Regions from separate parts of the Mus musculus genome. Here all the other regions are linked to region 2. Evidence: chromatin contacts called from public HiChIP or PLAC-seq and Micro-C data. All regions are on one chromosome and are shown on one strand. The core of a region is the stretch at or near the end of the contact, and the rest is flanking DNA. Distances in the headings are between cores, read along the strand shown.

Region 1 (4,529 bases), core at 111-2,610, 180 kb before region 2:
TGCCTGGCTTGCAGCTGGGCACCGCTCCCTGCTAACACAGCATGTACCAACGAGGACAGGCCCCCCCAACACCCTCCCCTAACTGGCTCAGCTGCCACCCCCAACCCCCACAGCCACAGAGAGCCTGATTTATAGTCATGGGTGGAGGAAGACATTGCCAGTGTCTGGGTCAGACCTTGAAGAGACCTCAAGTGGCTCCCCCCAGCCTGCCAGGTTCAGGGCCCAGCAAGACAAGAAAGGAGCCGGAGTGGTGAGGAAGATGAGCAGACAAGAGTGTAGGGGAGGCAGGCCCGTGTAAGAGGCCAAGGCCAAAGGTGATGGGGGTGTGCCTGGAATGCAGGGCCAGGCTGGAATCCAGCTGGGGAGCCTGGAATGGGCTCCTGCTCTCAGAAGCGACAGCAAAGAGGCCTTTTTTATTCTCACCTGATTCTGAAGTTTCAAATCCTGATAGCCATCAAGGCCTTCACCAGGTAGCCCCCCAAACTTGGGGCTAGCGAAAGGCATAGGAAGCATCCTGAGAGCCTGCACTTAGCACAGAGCTAGAGACAGAGCCTGGGGGTGAACACGGGTTCCTCTGAAGGGAAGAGAGTTGCTAGCTGAGCTATGGGGCCATAAGACCAAGCCTGGGCATAAGTGGAAATGAAGCAGGCAGGAGGCTTGCCTGCCGTCCTCACACTCTGAGAAAGCCCATTGGTCCTGGCCTCTCTAAAGTCAGTGGTGTGTTGGAGAGGGACTGGGGTCACTCACACGTTGAAGCTAAAGCCCTCTAGGACCCCTAGCTCAGCTCTCATGGGAGGCCATCGAGAACCACCCTCATCCAGGACAAAACCTTGATGTGCATCCTACGGCCGCTCACTGCCCAGGACCACAACACGGCCTCACAGGCCCTCACATGCGTCCATCCGCAGGATCGGGACCACTACCGGGGAACAGCATATGTAGGATAAGAGCAGATTTGTAGTCAGCTCAACTCAGCAACAGCACAGACAAGTCCCTCGTCTCCTCAAGGCATGACCTCCACCACCTCCCTCCAATGGAGACTGGGTGGGCAGGACCAGATGTGAGGCACCCTCACCCACCCAGATCTAAAGGGAAAATGAGCTGCTGCTGTTGTGCCCACCTCAGAGCCCACCCTCCCCAAGGCACAGTCACCTCAGGGCTGGGGAGGGGGACAGGGCCTCTGGGCACTGAGCCCAGCGTGGGTGGGGGGCAACTGGGAGGCAGGTTTCCTGGGTCTCCCATGAGGACAAACAGTAGGCTTTGAGGCCTTGGAAAATCCCGCCCGGGATTCCAGGCCCTGCCAGCGTCACTGCCTTTTGACTATTGTCCCCATCGGAAACGGGCCCAGCCCCCGACCAACAGGGACAGAGCCGCCATTGTGAGGCCCCAATAGGCTCAATGCCCCCTTGTTCGCCCTCTCAGCCCCTAGCAAGACTTGGAGGCCAGTTCTTCCAGTTGCTGGTGGAAAAGAAAGGGCTTGCCTGCAGGCTCCAGCCTTCGGGTGGGGCAGGGCAGGAGTCGAAGATCAGCCCCCACCCTGTGCCTCAAGTGCAAAAGAGTCCAGGAAAGGAATTGCTGTCATTGAAGAGTCTTTTATTTGCAAAGAATGGGCAGGACAGCCCAATGGTCCAGAGACTGCACACACCCAGCACAGCGGCTTAATTAATAAAGCCCTGGGGAAGTCACTTCTCTCCTCTGAAGGGGATTAACTTCTCATGAAAATAGAGTGACTCATGTTTATCTAGGTACAGGCCTACAAGCCCAGCACTCGGGAGGATGGGACAGAAAGAACTGTTGTGAGTTCAAGGGCAGCCTTGCCACACTGCAAATCTGTCTCTAAACCAACAGAAAAGCAGGTGATGGTGCCGAGTGCCTTCTGTGAAAAGGATCCAGTGGGTGAAGGACCAAATATACAGCAGCTGTCAACATGCTAGCTTAGAGTCTGGTAAGGGCTGAGGTTTCCCCTTCTCTCTCTCTCTCTCTCTCTCTCTCTCTCTCTCTCTCACACACACACACACACACACACACACACACACACACAACTTGGAGGTATGAATTCTTTTGCCTGTCCCGAGGTACAAGGAAAGCAAGAGGGAACTAGTCTGGACATTAGCTACAACCATTCTGCTCCCAGACTGTGTCAGTCATCAAAGAGATGGGGAAACTGGGTCTGGGTGAAGCACTGGGCTTCTCTAACAGGGAAGGGAAGTGGGCCGGGTGCTAGAGTTGCTGGGAAAGCTCACTTGGAATGAGGTATTGTCCCAAGATGCATTCTTGGACCATGCTAGGCAGGGTCTGCCCGAGCCCATAGACCTTTCTTAGGACTGAGGCTGAAATGCACTCCCAGATCTCAAATGAGGATGCACAGCTGGGAATCCTTAGGGAATCTTTCATGCTGAGTTAGAGCCTAGAAGCGCTTATGTCGTCTTCCTGACTGTAGAGCAGAGCCCCTTTTGGCCCACTCTGATCCAGCTCCTCTCATCCAGAGGCCACGGAGATGTTGCCTTGGGTCCTGAAGCCAAGGGTACTGAGAAATGACTGTGAAGGCCATGCCTTCAGGGCTCCTGTGAAATTCTGGAAAAGAGCTGAAGCTAAGCACCACGAAGGTGGATGGCCCCTGCCTCTTGCCAGCCTGCCACAGGCCTAAGGATGCTCTCCGTTTAGATTCATGTTTCTCGGGTCATCTTCACCCCCAGTGCTGGGTATCAAATCTGGAACTCAACCATTTAAGGCAAATATTCCTTCACTGAGGTATAGTGCCAGAACCTTGCCTCTAAGCCCCCAAGGGAGAGGCAGATAAACACAGGAGCTAGAGAGTTGGATAGGACCCTTGGGTACTGGTAATCACTTCAGAACAATCTACCTGCCAAGAATCCAAGGACTGTTGGCTGCATAGATCCTGCTCCTGGGGTTGGCAGACAGTAGGGGGACTCTAAGAATATAGATCCAACAAAACCCACATGAACATCAGCTAGTAGTTTTTAGACTCACCACACATCAAAACTCTCTCTGATACTAAAAGGCTAGGTCTATTCCTCTTTCTGTTCTTACAAATGTGCAAACCGAGAAGTGAGAAGCCTGGCCTAGTGGTAGAGTGCTTGTGGGGTGTCTGGGAGACCTCAGCATCACCCCTCCCACTCCATCACCCCAAAATAAAACGGAACTGGTGAGGGGACTCGGGAGGTGAAAGTGCTTTCTACTAAGCTGGATGATCTAACGTCTCTCAAAGCAGGACAGACCTGGCTTCTACAACTTGTCTTTTAACTTCCACACGCTTGCAATGGCACGTGTGCGCACACATATATACACACACATGTACTTGAGTACACTATTTTTTTCAACACAGGGTTTCTCCATGTAGCCTTGGTTGGCCTGGAACTCTATTTGTAGATCAGGCTAGCCACAAACTCAGAGATGTGCCTGCCTCCGCCTCCCGAGTACTGGGATTAAAGATGTGTGCCAATAGATATTTTTTTAAATACTTAAAAAATAGTTCTAATTCATAAATTGTCCTTTATTTATCCCCAGGTCAGAAGGCTAAGAGACAGACCTGAGACCCAAGGCCAGGTCTATCTTGCTGCTCTAGTCCCTGGGTTAGCCGCTGTCCACTGAGGTCTGGCAGCCAGCGGTAACCAGAGGCTTCCCACATTAGGAACTAGCTCCCGATGCATGTGTAGGGTGAACATCTATAATCCCAACACTCAGGAAGTGGAGATAGGAAGACTGACAGCTTGAAACTAGCCAAGCTACACAGCAAGTCTAAACCATCCGGGCACCATGGTGAGACAGGTGTTTGTGTGAGAAAGGCAAGCTAGTCCCAGAGTTCTCCTAAATGGCTGCATGAAGCAGGCTTCATCATGACCTATCACCTACAGGTAAGTAACCCAGGCTGACCAGATCACTGGCAACAGCTAAGATTTGCCCAGGGCTACTGCTGTCTCTTATATAATCATGGCAAAATGTCTAGTGCTGTCAGAAAAAGCCAGGCATGGTGGTGCACGCCTTTAATCCCAGCACTCGGGAGGCAGAGGCAGGCGGATTTCTGAGTTCGAGGCCAGCCTGGTCTACAAAGTGAGCTCCAGGACAGCCAGGGCTATACAGAGAAACCCTGTCTCGAAAAACAAAACAAAAAAACAAAAACAAAAACAAAAAAAAAAAAACAAAAAACAAAAACAGAAAAAAAGACTCAATTTCAACTACATGTCTATTTTTTATTCAATATATTAAATATATTAATCAGAAAAGTCACATCCTATAAATCCAGGAAAATACACAAATATAAATCAGAATCTGTCAATCACCTTCTTGAGTGACAGTTATGTACACATGGAAGGAGAGCGGAAGAGATCTCGAGTTGGAGGCTCGCCCAGCTGGTGGGAGCCCCACCCCTTCCTCCCAACCCCCATCTCAACCTCTTCCTTTCTGTATTTACAGTAGCGTCAGCTTATTTACAACAGAGTGGTATGTGTTAAAAATGGTTTATCTTACAAAAACACACGAAGGCCAGGACTGAGCTGGAGGGATAAGAC
Region 2 (4,809 bases), core at 451-2,950:
TATGATGGAACAGAAAGGCAGAGGCAGGCAGCTCTCTATAAGTCTACACAGTGAGTTCTAGGCCAGCTAGAGTTACGGCCCCGGAGCTTTGCAGAGGTTTCTCCGCAGTGCCTGAGGGACTCTCTGTCATTCCAGCAGGCTTAGCCTTCCCGCGGTGTCCCACTTCATGCCCCAGGTACAGGAAGAGCTGAAAGGAAAGAGGTCTGTGAGCAGGTGCTTTGCTTCCAGAATCTCGAGGAAACAAGAGGGCATGGGTCCCTCCTAGCAGATATCCTGGCGCTTTTTTCTCTCCTAACACCCTTTGGTGTTCGTTCACGCTGGGAGTCTCAGTAAAGCCCAGAGGCCTAGGACACTCCTGTTCCTGAGCAGATCCACAAGCTTTGGGTCTCTGCTAACATTGCTTCTGCTGGACTCTATAGCCCTGTGACTACAGTGTGGGTGTGTGCATGAGTGTACTCTGCTTTCCAGCATCCTACCCCTCACCCCTCCCTCCAACTCCCCACCCCCCACCCCACCTCACTCCTTGGACCCCGGCTTTAGAACTTCTAGGCCTCCTGCTCAGTATCAGAAGCTGGAGGGCTGCATTCCTGGGCTAAGGGCAGGAGGAGGAGCCCTCCTTCCTTTCAGCACACACTCATCCTGCAGTGCAGATGCTCTGCCTTTGAGCCCTGACGTCAGCCAGTGCCTGGACAGTGCGTGGCACCTGGAGGCTCAGCTAAGGAGGAAAGCTCTGGGAGTTTGCCTGTTGGCTTTTGAGACAGGGTCTTAAAGCCCAGGTTGGCCTGGAACGCTGGGATCCAGATACTGTTCATTCCGGCTCCAGGCTGGACAACCCTCTGCTTTTTTGTTCGTTTCTTAAGGATTTATTTTACTTTTAATTCCCCTCTCTCCCTCTTTCTGTTCTCTCTCTCTCTCTCTCTCTCTCTCTCTCTCTCTCTCTCTCTCTCTCTCTCTCTCTCTCTTATCATCCATCCCCTGGAACTGGAGTACAGGTAACTGTGTGACCCAACCCACTAGGGTATTGGGAACCAAATTTAAGGTCTTCTGCAAGAGCGGTCAGTATTTGCTCTTAACCACCCAGCCATCTCTCTAGTCCCTGGACAAGCGTCTGTATCTGGAGCTAGTTCATTCCTAGATGGAACTGAAGGAACCCAAGGTCCCAGCACTCTTCATAGTTTGGAGAGGGGGTCTCCCTGAGGCGAGGTGACCAAGCACGCACGCAAAGACCACAGAGCAGGTTCTGGGGGCCTGCTTGACTTATCTCTACACTCCCGTAAGGCGTCTTGGTCTCAGAGTCCTTCAGAGATGGCTCTGAGGCTTCCGGAGAGGAATCTGCCGGCTGGAACAGACTGGAAACCAGGCTGCAGTTGCAGGCAGGTAAACCAGTGTGGGCGCATCTGCCCTAGAAGTAGGCTGCAGCTCCAGGTAGTCCCTCTTCATCCAACCCATCCCCCCCGAGCCTGGTTTCGGGAAGCTCTCCCAATGAATATTTAATAGCTAGTGCTGGGCCTGATTGAATTTTAATGTGGGCGACCCGAGCCCTGGAGCCCAAGTCCAGGCAATTAGTCAGGAGCCATTAACGATGACTGAGCTGATTTATCGGCCAGACAAGGCCGGGGCTGGGGGTGGTTGGGTAGGGAAGCTCAGGCCTTCAACGGCCCAGGATTGGGCCACAAGGTCTTCGGTACCAGCCAATCCCCACAGACATCTCGGCCTGCTTTGCATTTCATCTGCATAGCATCTCCAGAGGGTAGGCCTCGCTGGCGTCCTGTGGGGGAGGCGGCGGGTGGCTGGGGCTAGACCCAATCTGGGTCATTCCCTGATCTGCCGATTGTGGCCACTCGGGAAAAACTAAAATGAAACAAACACAAAACACTATTACACATGGGACTCCATCCAACCATCCCGCGGTTCCGGGGACCTCCTCTCTACCCTAGTTGGATCTAAGTAGGAGAAAATTACAAAAATGATGCTGGTCTAGGGCCAGCCAGGACCTGAGCAGAGCTGAAATCCCTGTCTCAACAAAGGAAAGGACTCTGCTCGTAAAAGGCTCTGTGTTGAACCCTCATTCCCGTTCCAGGCACTGGCTTCCCTCCTTTCTGCCTCCGCCCGCCCTCCGCTTCTGCACTGCTGGGGGATGGGAGTGTGGGTTTCAGGGTGCTCCGCAGTGCTCAGAAAGCCAGGGATGAAGGCACCGAGCTCTTGGAAGAGAAGGCCCTCCTCCCTTTTCGTACCCTCCTCCTCTATCCCTCATCCCCCTCGACCTGGGTGAATGAGCTGGGATTCAGCCTGGAGTGCTCTATTGAACTATGCCCGACCTCTTAAAGCGTAGGTCAAGGATTTAGCTGGCCTGTCTGCTGCCACTCTGGCAGGTGGCCTCCTCCTCACTCCCCCAACCCCCATCAAGGCCGTCTGCAATGAGTGGGCATGTGGTGAGAGAGGGTAGCCTTTCCTTCGTGAGGCCAGTAGCCTTATGGTGCAGGTCTCATCTGAACTGGGCTGGGAGAGCCTGAAATCCAACTGTGAAGGGAATGTGGAGTTGAGAGGTCACCCAGACCTTGGCAGTCAGGGAAAGCTTCCTGGAAGAAGTAGGGCAGAGTAGGTACTGGAAGGAAGGGAGGGACAAGGAGAGGAAATCCTCTGCAGTCACTCTACCGCCACAAACAGGATACAGCAAGGGGAAGCTCAGAAAACCTGCTGCAGCAGATCAGCATGAGGCTGCTGCAAAGGCAGAGGAGGATCTTACCCCGTTTGATGAGCACCTACTGTGTGCCAGGCATGACACTAGACAGTTGGGTTCATTGATTCATGCGAACCTGTCCAACCCGCGTTGCCCCACACATTGGGGTGGCCTTGCAACCCCAAGAGGTGCCTAGGGAAGACAAGGGCGGCCACAGGATGGGGAGGCCATACCTGGCTCTACCCTCTGGTCCATAGTATCTGTAATTCTGAAACTCCTGAGGGCTGAGGGACAAGTGCCTGGCTGTCCACCCTTACCTCTGGTGACCGAGTTGAGTCAAGTTGACCTGTGAGCAACAGAGCTGATGAGCTTCTGTTCCTGCCCTCGCCTGTGGAGGCTTCACATCTCAACTTTCCTCCTTCAGGTTGGGTCTGGTGGCCGAGGCCTGGCAAGCCTGTTCAGGATCGCTGAAATGTTTCTAGCTCTTAGAGATGCTTCCAGAGGAACTGGTCGCAGAGACCCAGATACAAGAGTCCTCCTCACACTGGATCTGGAAAGCCTCGGTCCCAGGCTCGCCTCCTTGCCTACCCTGCAGCATCTCCCATGGCTCGGAACTCACAGAGATTCACCTGCCTTTGCCTCACAAGGCATCTCAAGTGCTAGCTAGCGTTAAAGGCTCATGCCACCAAGACCTAACTTCTTAAAAATGGTTTATTGAGTGAATTTGTCACCAAACAAGAAGACCTGGGCAGAGGCTGCTGCCTAACTCAGGGGCTTACAGTGTTGCCATGAACCTGCCAAGAGCCTTTGTTTGTTTCTTGTGTTCTTGTGTGAGGTGGTGAGGCGTTAGAGCAGCTACTCAGGAGGCTGAGACAGGAGGACTCATATTAGCTTTCTCCCTGCCCCCTTCATTGTTTTCTTAAAATGCCATGTTTTGTTCTGTATATAAATGTGTGTTGTGTGTGTGTGTGTGTGTGCGTGTATGTGTGTGAGAGTGTGTGTATGAGTATGTGAGTGTATATGAGTGTAAGTGTATGTGTGCGATGTGTGAGTATGTGCATGTGTGTGTGTGCATGTATGCGTGTGAGAGTGTAAGTGTGTGAGTGTGTGTGAGTGTATGTGTGAGTGTGTGTGAGTATGTGCATGAGTGTGTATGTGTGTGTGTGTACAGAGTACAATCTTGAATTGTTGTTCCTCAGCTGACATCTACCTTTTTTAGGTTTCAAAAGATGTATTTGTTTACATAATTTTATGTCTATGGGTATTTTATCTGCACACCAGAAAACTGCATCAGACCGGTGTGAGCTGTCATGTAGGTGCAGGGAACTGAACTCAGGACCTTCAGAAGAGCAGTGAGTGCTCTTAACCACTGAGCAATCTCTCCAGCCCCCCTTTTGAGACAGGATATCTCACTGGTCCAGAGCTCAGCAGGTAGGCTAGGCTGCTGGCCACTGAGCCCTGAAGGATGCTATGGTTTTCTCCCCCATGGCATCGAGATCACGAGTGTGCAGCCATTCTTGGTGTTTAGCTGTGTTCTGATGGTTAATGCAGGTTCTTATGCTTATAAGGCAAGGCCTTCCTGACTGCTCTCTCTCCCTCTCTCTTCCCTCATCAAGAACTTTATAAAAATAATTTACATGGTGGACAAAACACGGACTGAGAAAATAATGGATTTTGACAAATTTGTGCCTGGTGAGCCAACTGTAACCATCAAGAAGTAGAGTTGACCTCAGGAAGTCCTCTGTGTTTTCAGTGTTTGGTCTCTTCCTTGCTCTCATCATAGGTAACTGCCGGCCTCTTCTCTGTTCCTCTAGGGGCCTTTGTGTGTTCTTTCTATTACAGGATGGTATTGGATGCCATGTTTTGTGCCTGTCCTTCTGGGTTCAGACACTGGCTTGAGGTTCCTCTGCTCTGTCGAATCCACTTTGATCCACGGAGGATTCCATCCCGGGGCTCTCCCGCCGCATTCTCTACCACCCTTTCCATGTTGGTTTTTGCCGTGTCTCTGACTGGCATTTCTGAAACTCACGTGGTAGATGCTGCAGTTTCAGACATCTCAGGAAGGTAGCAGTGATCAGAGGGCAGGAGAAGCAGAAGTTCCCTCTGGCCTGAGAAGATCTCCAAACATT
Region 3 (4,894 bases), core at 72-2,571, 130 kb before region 2:
GAGTTACGAAGGTAGAAGACAGAAAAGTTTGTATTGCGTTCATTCTAGTTCTTATCCACGAAAGGACCCTCCCCCCACACACCCCCAACGAGATCCTGTGCCACCTATGAAGGTGCCACCTGCCTACTCTGGAGGATTAGTGAATGCGTATCTAACAGCCCTGTTGACAGAAGTCCTTTGTGCTGATTAGAGGTAAACACCTCTTCCCCCACAACCCCAGTTTGTGCAGGTCCGATTGCCTCTTGCCTCCAGGTGAGAAGCCACCACAGGGAGCTGAAGTTCTCACCTAAGCAAGAAGGTGCTAGAAAACCCAGAGCAAGTGTGAGCCCAGAAAAGGCAATTTCTCTAAGTCCTTGGCATGATTTTCTCAAATCTTAGGATTTCAGAGCTGGAAGAGGCCTCATGTTCTGGAAAAGACGTGTGTGGTCCAAGCCCTCCTGCCTGAGACAGCAGTCAGAGAGGGAAAGACTGCCCCGGAATGGATTTAGGAACCCAGGACTCTTGACAAAGACTGCTAATTCAGCAGCTGGCAGCTGGGGAGCGGACTGCCTGATTCCTCTGCGGTTCCACAGTTTCTCCAGGGAGGATTGGAGAGTCCTGGGTGCCTCCCTGTGGGATGGTGGCACCCTCTGCTGGTCGTGAGCCTTGTGGTGGAACTATCTCCAGACTCAAAGCCGTCTGGTGCTCGGCGCCACCTGGAAACCTTGCCATATTTTGGGATCCCATACAGCATTTGTTCCTCCAGGAGGATCTGTAGTGAGCTGGTAACTGAGTTCACACTGAGGAAGTTGTGAGGAGGGAGATGCTGCCGGTTAAAAGTACTCCACAGCACGGCTCCAGAGCTCAGCCTTCTCTGCCCCACCTCCTCTTATGCCACGCCCCTTGCCTAGCATCTGTTCCCCTCCTCCAATTAGCCTTACCCAGGCCTCCTGCCTCTCCAGAATGTCCCTTACCTCCTCATGCCTCTTAGCAAATCCCCTGTGGATCTGCTCCTGAGAAATCTATACTTCGTCTGCAACTTATGTCGAAGCAGGTGTCTTGTTCCCAGGGAGTTCATGTTTCCCAGTTCTTTGGCTCCAGCTGCTCCATCCTAAGATGGGGTTTAAGGGTGGGGGGAGGGGAGACCTGGGTAGCATGGGATTAGTAGAGGCTGTCTAACGGACAAAGCCCCTTCTCACTTCTTTAAGGACAACCCCTTGCCAAGTCTCCCACCAATCCACAATTCCCTGTGACCCCACAGACCTGCTTAAGTTCTGGGGAACCCTCGGAAAGTTGGAGCACTAGAGCTGCGAAAGTTCAGACGCTGTAGAGTCCCAGTGAGTCAGTTACTTCAGGGCACAGAACTAGCAAGGATGAATAAATAGCTCTATGGATGCCGCCTCTGCTTCTGTGTGGGAGGGGGGAGGGGAGGGGATGGGGAGGGGAGTTAGCAGCAAGAGAGGGCCTGGGGCTCAGCTGGCTCTCTGGTACACCAGGAATGATGGGCTGGGCCTCAGCTGCATGACATCACTGCTTGCAGGAGGTATAGAACAGCCGGTGGGCAGCTGGCTGGGCAGGGAATGCTTGTTTTCTTAATGACTCCTATTGCCTAACAGCGTTCTCGCGGTACAGTGTTGTGTTGGTGCTGGGGCCCTGCTGCGGGAGAGTTCTAGCAGGTCTGATCCAGTACAGTTCAGAGATCTGACTCCCAGGAGGTCTGTAGGTAGGAGCCAGGTAGATAGGACAGTTTGTGTTGGATATGGGTGTCTCCTGGTCTAGTCCCATCCAGAGGCCAAGCATCTGCCTCTCGAATGGCCAGGTTGGAGTGACAGAAGGAAGGGACACTCAGTCTGGTTTTCCTCAGAGCAGCAACACGTCACTCATGAGACATGGAATACATATTTCCTCACCTCTCACTTTAGCAGGAGAAATGCAGAAGATGGAAGCTCTTAGGGCAGGAACTCCACAGACCTCTTCCCTGTTGGCAAATGAACACCTGCTCAGCGTCTAATCCCTGGCTTTTTGGGTGGTGGTGGTGGGCAGCATTGTGTATCAGGCTACCCAAACCCCAAAATGCTCATGCTAGAACAACCCCCCACCCCCGCCCCTGGCCATGGCTCTCTCTGCCACTGACTTCAGACAGAAGTCAGCATCCCCTTTCTGCATGGCTGTCTGATCGTGCCTGAACCTGTCTCCTGCCCCACTGGCTGTGTCTCTCCTCACAGTTCTAATGGTCTGCTACCACAGAAAGTGCCTCCCTACAGACAAGCAGGGCCACATCACGCCCCTGCTTACAATCAGCTGTAGTGTGGAAGCCGGTGTCCCACAGACTCAGCCCTCACTGTGATACTAAGTGGTGGAGGGTTTAGGAGGATTGGTGATTCATTCAGTCAGGAGGGCTCTGTCCTTGTGAATGGAACAAGCACTGTGCTGGGCAGTTTTGTGTCAACTTGACACAGACTGGACTTATCTGAAAAAAAGGGAGTGTCTGTTGAGAAAATGCCTCCAAGCCTGGTGGTGGTGGCAGTGTGTGACTTTAGTCCCTGCACTCAGGAGGCAGAGGCAGGTGGATCTCTGAGTTTAAGGCCGGCTCTACAGAGCATGTTCCAGGATAACCAGAGCTACACAGAGAAACCCTGTCTCAAAAAACAAGCAAGCAAGCAAACAATCAAACAATGCCCCCATAGGATCTGGCCATAGGGCGTTTTCTTAATTATTGAATGATGGGGGAGGGTCCAGCCCTTTGTGGGTGGTGCTATCCTTGGGCTGGTGATTCTGGGTTCTATAAGAGAGCAGGCTGAGCAAGCCAGGAGCAATCCATTAAGCAGCACCCTCCATGACCTCTGCATCAGCTCATGACTCCAGGTTCCTGCCCTGTTTGTGTCCCTGTCCTGACTTCCTTCGAAAATGACCAGCGCTGAGGAAGTGTAAGACAAGTTAACCCTTTCCTCCCCACCATGCTTTGGTCATGGTGTCTCATCACAGCCATAGAAACTCTAAGACAAGTACTCTTATAAAAGAGTCTCCCGGGAGCCTGTTTCCCTTCCTGCCAGAACGGGAAAAGCACCATCTTCCAGGACCAAGCTCTCTGTAAACACTGACGCTGTCGGCCTCTTGATCTTCAGCTTTTCAATCCCTAGAAATGTTAGCTAAAAGTTTGTGTTTATAAATTATCCATGAGAGTGGTGGTGCAAGCCTTTAATCTCAGCACTTGGGAAGCCAAGATAGGTGGATCTTTATGAGTTTGTAGAGGCTAGCCTTGGCTACATATTGAGACCCGATCTCAAAAAACAAAACAAACCAAACAAAAACAAACAAAAAATCTCCAACAAACAAAAAATCTCCAACAAACAAAAATCCAGGCTAAGAATATCTTCCCATCCTTACCATGAAGACTGTCTTAGGGTTTTAGTGCTGTGAACAGACACCATGACCAAGGCAAGTCTTATAAAGGACAACTTTAGTTGGGGCTGGCTTACAGGTTCAGAGGTTCAGTCCATTATCAAGGTAGGAGCATGGCAGCATCCAGGCAGGCATGGTATAGACAGAGCTGAGAGTTCTACAGCTTCATCTGAAGGCTGCTAGTGGAAGACTGACTTCCAGGCAGCTACGGTGAGGGGCTTAAAGATCGCACTCATAGTGACACACCTACTCCAACAAGGCCACACCTCCTAATAGTCCCACTCCCTGGGCCAAGCATATTCAAACCATCACAAGGCCTGAACCCAGGGACTCACATGTTTTAGGGATAGTGTTCTTACCATAGCTTGGACTTTTCTTGTTTGTTTTGTTTGAGATGGAGTCTCACTGTGTAGCCTTGGCTCACCTGAAACTCACTATGTAAGCCAGGCTGGTCTTGAACTCAGAGATCTGCCCATCTCTGCCCAGAAAAAGATGCTGAGATTAAAGGTGTGGCTACCTGGTCCAGATGGGTTGGCAACAGAAATGACCTAAAACACCTTTCAATGGCATTGCCCTATATGAAGAGAAAAGGTTTCTGTTGAATGGTTTCAGTGTTTTTAGTTAGTTCTCAATCTCTCTCTCTCTCTCTCTCTCTCTCTCTCTCTCTCTCTCTCTCTCTCTGTGTGTGTGTGTGTGTGTGTCTTTCCTGTTTTTATTTTTGTTTTGTTTTAAGACAGGGTCTCTTTGTGTAGCCCTTGTTGTCCTAAAACTCACTCTGTAGACCAGGCTGGCCTTAAAACTCATAGATCGGGGCTGGTGAGATGGCTCAGCGGGTAAGAGCACCTGACTGCTCTTTGGAAGGTCAGGAGTTCAAATCCCAGCAACCACGTGGTGGCTCACAACCATCCGTAACGAGATCTGACTCCCTCTTCTGGAGTGTCTGAGGACAGCTACAGTGTACTTACATAAAATAAATAAACAAACAAACAAACAAATAAATCTTAAAACAAAAACAAAACCTCATAGATCTGCCCGCCTCTGCACCATCACCTCCCAGCTATGGTTTCTGGTTTCTAGAGGAATGGCCTCATGTACCACAGGCTGGCCTTGAAGTATAGCCAAAGATAACCCTGAACTTCTGATTCTCCCACCTCTTTGCTGAGACGTATATAATACCGTATATAATAATACCGTATATAATAATACCGTATATAATACCCAGTATATAATACCGTATATAATACCCAGTGTTATACAGAGTTGGGGATTGAAATGCATGCCTGCTAAGCACTGCCAACTCAACTATAGTCTCAGCTGCAGAAGGCTTTAACTTAGGGTACAGTATACTAGCTATTAAGAAAAGTTTGGATAATAACAGAAGAGGGAAAATTACTGAATAGCAGCATAGTCAGAGAGAGTTGTCCCAGCAGAGGTAACACATTAGTACTACATAGCTGCCATTTCTGTACCCTGTCCCCACCCCAGCCCCAGAAGTTGTGACTTCTAAGCTTGG

Evidence for each region. Hi-C and Micro-C count contacts between places; a contact is called where the count stands out from the background. HiChIP or PLAC-seq counts read pairs in DNA pulled down with a chosen protein or histone mark.
Region 1: a contact with region 2 is called in an H3K27ac HiChIP or PLAC-seq map of embryonic stem cells, with 5 read pairs. The contact joins two enhancer-like sites. A contact is called at or near these places in 2 of 484 Hi-C or Micro-C datasets (cortical neurons and embryonic stem cells), 2 of 115 datasets of contacts at active chromatin or transcription factors (bone marrow-derived macrophages and embryonic stem cells) and 1 of 9 other capture datasets (adipose tissue).
Region 3: a Micro-C map of embryonic stem cells shows a contact between it and region 2, with 1.7 times the contacts expected there. The contact joins the promoter of AU021063 here to the enhancer-like site in region 2. A contact is called at or near these places in 1 of 39 promoter capture datasets (3T3-L1-derived adipocytes), 1 of 484 Hi-C or Micro-C datasets (embryonic stem cells), 3 of 115 datasets of contacts at active chromatin or transcription factors (embryonic stem cells and neural tube) and 3 of 9 other capture datasets (adipose tissue, liver and pancreatic islet).

The regions. Positions count from the first base shown.
Region 1 is chr15:101,274,457-101,278,985 of GRCm38.p6, reverse strand. It overlaps Nr4a1 (nuclear receptor subfamily 4, group A, member 1), which reads right to left. Exons shown (of 7, transcript NM_010444.2): 7 at 4,191-4,529. Among named protein-coding and RNA genes, the nearest start is that of Atg101, 7.6 kb to the left of the region's middle. Within about 2 kb of position 1,360, at least 55 of the 459 cell types and tissues checked have an H3K27ac peak or open chromatin away from gene starts, as enhancers often do. A contact at or near this core is called in embryonic stem cells, where this site is marked.
Region 2 is chr15:101,090,077-101,094,885 of GRCm38.p6, reverse strand. No RefSeq gene overlaps it. Among named protein-coding and RNA genes, the nearest start is that of Gm41402, 11 kb to the left of the region's middle. Within about 2 kb of position 1,700, at least 116 of the 459 cell types and tissues checked have an H3K27ac peak or open chromatin away from gene starts, as enhancers often do. A contact at or near this core is called in adipose tissue, embryonic stem cells, liver and 1 more, where this site is marked.
Region 3 is chr15:101,217,674-101,222,567 of GRCm38.p6, reverse strand. It overlaps AU021063 (expressed sequence AU021063), which reads right to left and starts at 1,321. Exons shown (of 3, transcript NR_045996.1): 1 at 1,243-1,321; 2 at 954-1,090; 3 at 413-779. A330009N23Rik (RIKEN cDNA A330009N23 gene) reads left to right here. Exons shown (of 3, transcript NR_045328.1): 3 at 379-1,377.